2 separate regions of the Mus musculus genome follow, and region 2 is linked to region 1. The links are chromatin contacts, called in public Hi-C maps. All regions are on one chromosome and are shown on one strand. Each heading gives the region's core, a stretch centred on a gene start, on an enhancer-like site or on the middle of the called end of the contact. The rest is flanking DNA. Distances are from core to core; before and after follow the strand shown.

Evidence for each region. A called contact is a pair of places that touch in the nucleus more often than the background predicts.
Region 2: a contact with region 1 is called in a Hi-C map of uterus, with 2.8 times the contacts expected there. The contact joins two enhancer-like sites. A contact is called at or near these places in 5 of 484 Hi-C or Micro-C datasets (the C2C12 cell line, muscle stem cells, nephron progenitors and 2 more), 4 of 115 datasets of contacts at active chromatin or transcription factors (the NIH/3T3 cell line, SST interneurons, embryonic stem cells and 1 more) and 1 of 9 other capture datasets (embryonic stem cells).

What each region holds. Positions count from the first base shown.
Region 1 is chr6:94,618,683-94,623,139 of GRCm38.p6, forward strand. It overlaps Lrig1 (leucine-rich repeats and immunoglobulin-like domains 1), which reads right to left. Exons shown (of 19, transcript NM_008377.2): 8 at 3,933-4,076; 9 at 1,571-1,651. Among named protein-coding and RNA genes, the nearest start is that of Mir7041, 14 kb to the left of the region's middle. Within about 2 kb of position 2,204, at least 40 of the 459 cell types and tissues checked have an H3K27ac peak or open chromatin away from gene starts, as enhancers often do. A contact at or near this core is called in muscle stem cells and uterus, where this site is marked.
Region 2 is chr6:94,915,182-94,919,225 of GRCm38.p6, forward strand. No RefSeq gene overlaps it. Among named protein-coding and RNA genes, the nearest start is that of 4930511E03Rik, 27 kb to the right of the region's middle. Within about 2 kb of position 1,485, at least 36 of the 459 cell types and tissues checked have an H3K27ac peak or open chromatin away from gene starts, as enhancers often do. A contact at or near this core is called in muscle stem cells and uterus, where this site is marked.

The DNA.
Region 1 (4,457 bases), core at 954-3,453:
ACAACTCGCAATCTGGAATTCTAAAATAAACCAAATGCCAGAAGCCCAGTGGCCATGTTCACTTTGGCTCCTTAGCCACAAAACTAGCAGCAAATAACAGCTCACGGGGCACTGAACCCCAGTGCCTGCGAGTCTGCCAGCTCCTGCACTTACTCAGATCCCACAAGCAGGGTACCATGTGCTCCGGGGCCTAGTAAAAACAAGCTGAGCTGTTTAGTGAAATCTCCTGTAAACCAGATCTAGGAAAAGCTGTGCCTTGTTTCATCCATTAAATATTAGTCACGTTGACCTCTTACAGTGAGGGCAGGCTGTTACTTCTAATGGTGACAACAGCAATAAAACAAATTCTCAAATTCTCAATTACACAGTGCCAATCATACCACTGATAGGCTCAAACAGGCCCTGACCTCCTCTCAGCACACATCGGTGCCTCCCTGGACTGGAAGGGTGCTCCAGGGAAGAGGTGGCTAGCCTGACCTCCCTGCTAAGGACTCAGACAGGCAGTGATCTCAGATGTCACCTCTTACACATCTGGCCAGCCCAGCGTAGGCTCCCAAAAGCCATTTCAGTGCTTGCTAAAGCAAGCACAAAGGCACCATGGGTGTACAGAGTGCGGAACGTGTCATGGTCGGCTTTGTATTCACGGCCTTGGAAGGAGCCATGGCATGGACAAGCCTTCCTCACAATGTGGAGTGCCCATCCTGACAGGAAGCCAGGGTCCCACTTCTGTGTACTCTACCTATCCCCCTTTACGTGTGCCCTACACAGAACACCCTCTTCCCCTCCTGATCAATGTCAGAGGTGGACAGGGGTCGGGCGGGGGCTGCTTCTACACAGGTCGCTCGAGGTTCTCTTGAAGTTCTTCTGTGAGGTCCAGAAATGCCCCCTCCCTCACAAGCTGGCATGGACAGGCCCCCAGCAGCAGAACTGCAGAGCATTCTGCAACTTGGGCAAGAGAACAAGTATACCATATCCAGGGGTACAAATCCGAACCTGCCACCTGCCAGGTCCTGGGCTAGTTCCCTTCACTTGTCTCTGGAGCTCTAAAGGCTGCATAATGGAGCCTGCACACAGACATGTACCTACTACAGCAGTGGACGAATTCTAGGAGGGCAGGACAAAGACTCTCCAAACTGAATTCAAAGTAGCTATGACTAGTGCTCTTGGTGATGGCTGCTTCTACTTGTGATTATAATTAGCAACAAAAAGACTGACAAGAGCCTCAATACTACTGAAAGGTACTTCACACATCTCTAGAAACTAAAGAAGGCAGCAACACCCCTCTGTGCAGAGGACAGAACATATAGGTGCTTTCAGATGGGCTGTAAACAGGACCAAGCCCAGCAGCCCTAAGGACCACCACACACTGACAGTATGAAGACTGTGAGAGTGGCCTGTGAGCCACTGCGGATTCCTCACTGTAGCCCTCAGCCTCTTCTCTGCACACAGCAGAAGGCCTGCTGCTGTCCTCTGTGGTCCCAGGACACAGGAGACTCAGGGGAGCTGCATGAGTGGCACCCCTGCATCCCAGAGCTTGCGGAACCGCACACTCCCAGTCTGAAATACTCACAGCTTGCTGAGGTTGTCAAGCCCCGTAAAGGCACCACTGGTATCCTCGATTGTACCCGAGATCTCGTTATGGTCCAGGTCCCTAAGAAGGAAACAGAAGGCAAGTTCACCCACTATCTTAAGCTCTGCCTTTGTTCTCCACCATGAAGGGAGACCAGCCCCACACCCAGGCTTTCACTAGGAGCCGCAAAGCATCCAGGTGCACCCCAGGGGGCCCAGCAGCATGCATTGCCAGGAGAAGTATGGCCCTGAGAACGTCCTGTTGTTCTTTTTTGTGTACTATCAGCATGACCTTGCTTCTGCTGCTTCCAACAAAGCCAGCCCGCCCACCAACCAATCTGGCTGGCCTCAGGGAGGGAAATAGTAGAGACAGCACAAGAAGAAGCCAGGCTTGCACACACCTCTCTGAAGCAGACCTCTAACCCAAAAGATTCCTAACCATTTCTGTCTACTCTTAGCCACAGTCCTCTCTCGGGTTCAACCAGGACACTGGAAGGCACGTGGAAGGAAGAGGTGGCGGCGAAGGAGCTGGGCCCTGATGTTCCTCCAGGCCGGCCTGGAAGCCTAGGGCCTGCACCCTGCTCCTCGTGAGGCTTATGTAGCACTGGATACTGAGCCAGAGCACACATCTGGGTGCTGAGTCAATCTTGTGACCCACTTGCCAGGACAGGAAAAAGGAGGCCAACTACTCGGCCCCAGGCTGTCTGGATATGGTCAGTGCTTCAGCTTCCTCCCTGAGCTTCCAAGGGCAGGTCACGCTGCCCAGCCACACGCACCTGGCAGCCAGACCCCTACTCTCACATTCACTCTTTCCAATTTTTCACAGAGCCCTGGTCCCTGCACATCCCCTGCACGAGTCCCTGCAGATATGGCCAAGGACAGAAAGGGATGCAGCTCTTGGCTCTGGGAAGACGCTGGAAAGTCATTGCCAGCTGGGAGTGGAGCTGGGACGAAAGTACACAATGCTTGCTCTGACCTTCACTTTCCAGCATGAAGCTAAAAGAGAATGTGCTGCTGGAAGGGACCTCTGCTCTCAACGAGTCCCACCCTGTCATCTTTAGACTGAGTACAGCAGAGACTGCGGTTCTGTGTGCCTGTCTTCCTGCTCTGGGCCTTGCCTGCCAAATTAGTCCTCTCTTTCTGGCCTGCTCAGCTTGAATGTTTCTGGCCTTTCTGTCCGGGCCTCGGAAGGGCTCACAGACTGACCTGGGCTCGGATAGCTTGCTTGGCACTAGCTCCCCATCCCTGACTCAAACCTGAAGCCCACTCTGCCTGGTGCAAGTGCAGAGGCCTCCCTCCAGGCACAACGACAGGCTTGCTCCCCCAGCAGACCAGGCTGCAGAAGAAAGCTGTGGAACTGCTACCACTATCTGTGGAAGACTGTGTGCCCTTCTGGGGGGTTTTAGACTGAAGGCTGCTAGGAGACAGCCTAGCGTTTACAAGTGAAAAAAGTTCTATGAAAAGTCCCAGAAAAGCACCCTCAGCAGCTTCTAGCAGCCTCACCCATCTGACCCTTCAAAGGACATGGTATTCTCACTTTCTCTTTCTTACACCACTCCTGAATGAGGACAAGGACACAGGACCCTCACTTCTATCTTGGATACCAGGTCCACTAAAGAGCTTCAAAGAAAGAGCAGAAAAGTAGCCATGGTACTGAGTTACAGAAAACAATACATAGGATTTAAGAACGGAAGACAGGACTGGGGGTGTGGCTCAGTAGAAGAGAATTTGCCTATTACACATAAAGCTTTGGGTTTGATCCATAGAAACCTTAGGAAAAAATTCTCAAAACGTACATCCAGGCCTGGAGGCTCACATACCTGTAATCCTAGCCCTTGATGCAAGAGGATGGCCACAAGTTCAAGGCCAGCCTCAATATATGAGCTTGAGGCTAACCTGAGCCAGAGAACCCAGTCTTTAAAAGCAAATGAACAAAACCACTACCATACCCTCTCTAAAAGAGAAATAAATGAGAGGTCACAACCAAAAGAATGGAGCAGAGACATGCAGGACTGTGTGAATGTTGCTGCAGATACCCTATGTAGAAATGCTTTTCCAGACCCACCCATCCCATCCGGCCAAGTGTACTGAGAACTATTGATAACAGTGATTTTTCAAGAGTCCTCATCCTGCAATAGGCACCACTGTGGGAAAGGAAGGATTTTTCTGCTCAGTAAAGGAAGGATTTAACTGTTCAGCAGTTATTTTTGGTTCTAGTCCTTGTTCCTGTTGCAGACCAGCTTACAGCCCAATTCTGACTACAAGCCAGCAAGAGGGAATCTCAACAAAGCAAGTGCTTTGCTGTGTGCTCTCCCATCTGGGGACCCCCTTCATGCTGTCACCCTCAAAAGCACAATTCTTACAAGACCCGCAGACTCTTGAGTCCCTTGAAGGCGCCTTCAGCAATGTGACTGATGGCGTTGTGACTGAGGCGCAGGATACTGAGGCTGCTCAACTCCGCTAGACTCTCCTCATCCAGCCGCGTGAGGTTGTTGAAGGACAGAATCCTAAGGAAGAAAGAAGAAGACAAATGTCACCACTGAGCAGCTATGTGGGTGCCCTATTCTCTCTTGTCTTCAGTTGTGTCTCATGCCACAACTGGCCTGACCTCCCTGGAGACAGGAGACTGAAGCATGTCCACAGGACTCCTGCTGTCAGAAGACCATCAGGTCAACAATCACCTAGTTTGATAACTATCATGCAAGCCATGAAACCAGTACCACAGAGCTGAGAACTACCGCTTACATACACTGTAAAAACCTGTCATACAACCCAAATCCCAAGGCGCCAAACCCCTCCACTGCATGTCTTGGTGTAGGAAATGAAGGACCTATCTTGATGGAGACTGACACAACAGAACCTGGAATTCTGTACTGAGCAACTGAGCC
Region 2 (4,044 bases), core at 235-2,734, 300 kb after region 1:
AACTGTGAGTGGGAATAAGTCCTTCCTCTCTTCAGTTGCTTTTTGTCAGGGATTTGGTGTCGGCCATGAGAAAGGTAACTAACGTACATGGCTTCCTTGAATCCTTGATTTGGCTGATGTCTTGGGTTAGGAACTGAGTTACAGAACTTACTATACAAATGGATAAAATTAAGTATGAGAAAGTGGAGCAAATCACAGAATTAAAAAAAAAAAAAGAAAAAGAAAAAGAAAAAAAAGCACCAGACAGTCCATGGTAGTGTGGCACAAGCCTTTAATCCCAGCACTTGGGAGGCAGGTGGATCTCTGAATTTGAGGCCAGTCTGATCAGACAGAGTGAGTTCTGGGATAGCCAGGGCTACACAGAGAAACCCTGTCTCTAAAAACCAAACCAAACCAAACCAAACCAAACCAAACCAAACCAAACCAAACCAAACCAAACCAAACCAAACCAACAGCATCTTGACAGATATAAAATAACAGGATTTAGATGTCAGATAGTTTAAAACAAAATGGCCACGTTATTAATACAATAATTAAAGGGTAAAAATATCTCCACGCTCTAGTCACAAGCCTATTTATTTAAAACAATATGAGTCAAAGCAAAATTCTTGCCCAAGAAAAGGACATGACAAGGTTCTTAGAGGTTATTGTCATGGGATTTGGGGACCTGACAAAGTTACAGGATACAGACATTGCAAAGTTTTTTGTTTTTTGTTTTTTTCTTTTTTAGTTTCTTTTGCCTCCCATGGCAATGAGTCACTGTGGAAACCAGTAGGAGAATATCAGCGGAGAACTTGACAGTTCCCATAACAAGGAAGGAAAATGTGGCCAGCGGAACCCTTTCATGATAATCTCAACAATGCAAACTGTAAAGCTGGGTGAAACCCCACCTTATAGGCTGCGTGCCAAGTACAGGGGTGGCGAGAGGACGTGGTGGCCTAGGACTCTGTAGGACACACTTATTTTCCATTAGTTCTCTGCCTCTAAAACCAAGCTCAGAAACTACACAGTCAGCTGCCCTATATTTTTTGGTGAAATCTTACCTTTCTAAAATAGCAACAAATACCAAGAAGTAGAGAGTTCAAGAGAGTGCTGGGATGTTCTAGGCACTACTCCACCACCTCCAGATGCCTTGCTCAATTAACTGTTGAAGTTTCTTTTCTCTGTCGTTTCTTCCTAAACCAATTTTATGCACATGGGCTGGGTGTGGTGATAGGCTGGAGGGCCCCTCCCTCCCTCTCCCCCTCCCCCAAGTGAGTTGGAACACAAAGAAACAGCTGCAGCTGTAAATGGAGGAAAAAGAAAGACAGAGGCAAAAAGATGGCTGAAGATCAAGGACGAGGGTTGTTTTGTGAAATCTGAGATTTTTAAAGGTTATTTTCAAGCCCTCGAACTTTGCACTTTTCTCAGACTACCCACCCCAAACCCTCTTGTGTCACTTCCTTTTCACCCAAATGTCTGCTCTCTTTTTGCTTCCATAAACTTGTTTTCACACATTTGATAATATCTGCGGTCCTTGAAAGTGAAACATGGTATGCTTTGTTTGGGAGGAGTTTGGTTGTTCCACAGTGGGCGAAATAAAAAGTTAAAAGTTTACGTATAAATGGGCATCTGTGAAAACCATAAGATTTGACTTGATGAACATCTGACAAAGTGAACACACAAAATTAGGACGCACCAGGCACCCCATAGTGCCCCCCCTGGGTCTGCTTCCTGGTACCTCAGAATACTCTGCTAGGTATGCTTCCTGGTACCCCAGAACCTTCCCTGGGTTCGATTCCTGTTGCCCCAGAGTCCCCACTGGGTCCGTTTCCTGGTACCTCTTTACTCTTCCCACTCATTTGTATCAGGAGATTCAATCATGTCTTGTTTCTTCATTTGCTCCCAGGCATTTGGCAATACTTGGAAATACTGCTGACTGCAACAAATGGGGAGTGGGTGCTTCTGGCATTTGGCAAGGCTAAGGATGCAGGGGAATATCCCGCAATACACAGGACCACCTCCCAAACAAGCAAGTACCTGCTTCTAAATGCCACTAATAATGCCAGGGTTGTGAAAGCTGGGTTTACATACAAGGTACTGTCATGTCTGGTATCACTTGCTCCCTACAGTATCTGAGAACTCTATCCATCTTGTTACACGTGTCAGGAGCACATTTGTTCTTGATGCTTCGAGGTTTCCCCTCCAATTCCTCTTGTTTGTGTGTGTGTGTGTGTGTGTGTTCCTGTGTGTAGATGCATGTGCACCCCTGCATGTCAAGGCCAAATGGCAACCTTGCCTGTCATCCTTTAGGCACTGTCCACCTTGTTTTATTGAGATGGTGTCTCTCATAGGCTTAGAAATTGGTCAGGTAGGATAGGCTGGCCAGCAAGCCACGGTGCTAATATTCCAAGAACTTGCTACCATGCCTGGATGGGTTTTGATGGGTTCTGGGGCATCAAATCCATGTCCTCATGCTTGGAAGGCAAACATGTCACCCATGGAAGGTACTACCCCAGCACCTCAAAAAAAAAACAAACCAGAGTTTTAAGCCCAGAATCTCAATATCGGCAAACCACTCATTTCCCTCCAGTTCTCATGGTGCTGGAGTGTGCAGAGATACGGGTACCACAGGAGCCAGGTTCTGGTGCTTTTCTCTGGTTTCTCACAGCAGTACACCCGGTTCTAGCAGACTAGACCAGACGTGGGACGATAGCAGGATTGTCTGGAGTCAGGCAGTGACTGTGGAGAGCGATAACATCAGTGGTCCTGTTTTTAATGTGTTGCTAGGTTCGTTTCCACACTGCTTCTGGATACATATTTTCATCATTGAAACGGCAACACTCTCTGTCAACACTCTCAGAATCCATGTTTGAGATGGGTAACACCCCCCTCCCCCCCCTCCGCCCCCCAAACTCCATATACTTCCTATGCTCTGGGTTCTTGATTCCTTACCAGGAACTTTATCAGATAGGCAAAAAAAAAAAAAAAAAAAAAAAAAAGAAAGGAAGGAAGGAAGGAAGGAAGAAAAGAAAAGAAAAAAAAGAAGAGAAGAGAAGAGAAAAGAAAAGAAAAGAAAAGAAAAGAAAAGAAAAGAAAAGAAAAAGAAAAAAGAAAAGAGTTCACTTTATCCTTTGGCTACTGTGCTGGTTCGTTTTTTTTGTTTTGTTTTGTTTTTGTTTTTGTTTTTGTTTTTGTTTTTTGTCAAGTTGACACAAACTAGGGTCATCCTGAAAGGAGCTGCCTCATCTGAGAAAATGCTTCCATGATATTGGCTTGAAGACAAGTCTTTGGGGGTATTTTCTTGATTGATGTTGGAAAGCCCAGCTCTCTGGGGGCAGTGCTATCACTGGGCAGATGGTTCTGGGTTTTATAAGAAAGCAGGTTGAGCCAGTCACGTAAGAAGCAGTCCTCCGTGGCCCCTGCATCAGTTCCAGCTTCCATGTTCCCTCCCTGACTTCTCATCTTGATGGCCTGTCACCTGCGGCATCTGAACCCGATAAAGCCTGTCCTCCAGAGTTGATTTTGGTCCTAATCCTTATCAAACCAATACAAGAAAACTAGGACAGCTACTAAATGGCTAACAAGACTCCAGGTTAGCTAGCTATCATCAAAATTTGATATCTGTTCCTAAAGAAAATAGTATCTATCATATGTCTGAGACAGATGTCTTAAACCGGGGCTCTTCAACTCTTAGCCACTGTTAATATATGGGGCCACTGTATCAATTTTCTGCTGTGGAGCTGCTCTGAGCATCTCAGGGTGCAGTGATGCATCTCTGGCCTGTCCTCAGTAGATTGGGCAGCACTATTTCCTCTCCTCAGTGGTATCAACCACAATTACCTCCTGGGGGTGGGAGGCAAGAATTATTCCAGGTTGAAAACTATTAGTCTACAAGACACAATTCATGCCATAGAAGAACCTTCAGTAATTTACTAATAAGTCGTCCGTTCAATTAAATGACTGATTGGAGAATGCCAGCAGAGGGGATTCCTTCTGTATCTGTGTTCAAGAGACCAGGCAGATTGAGGCTCTTGAATAAACAGTCCGTCAATGAAATTATCA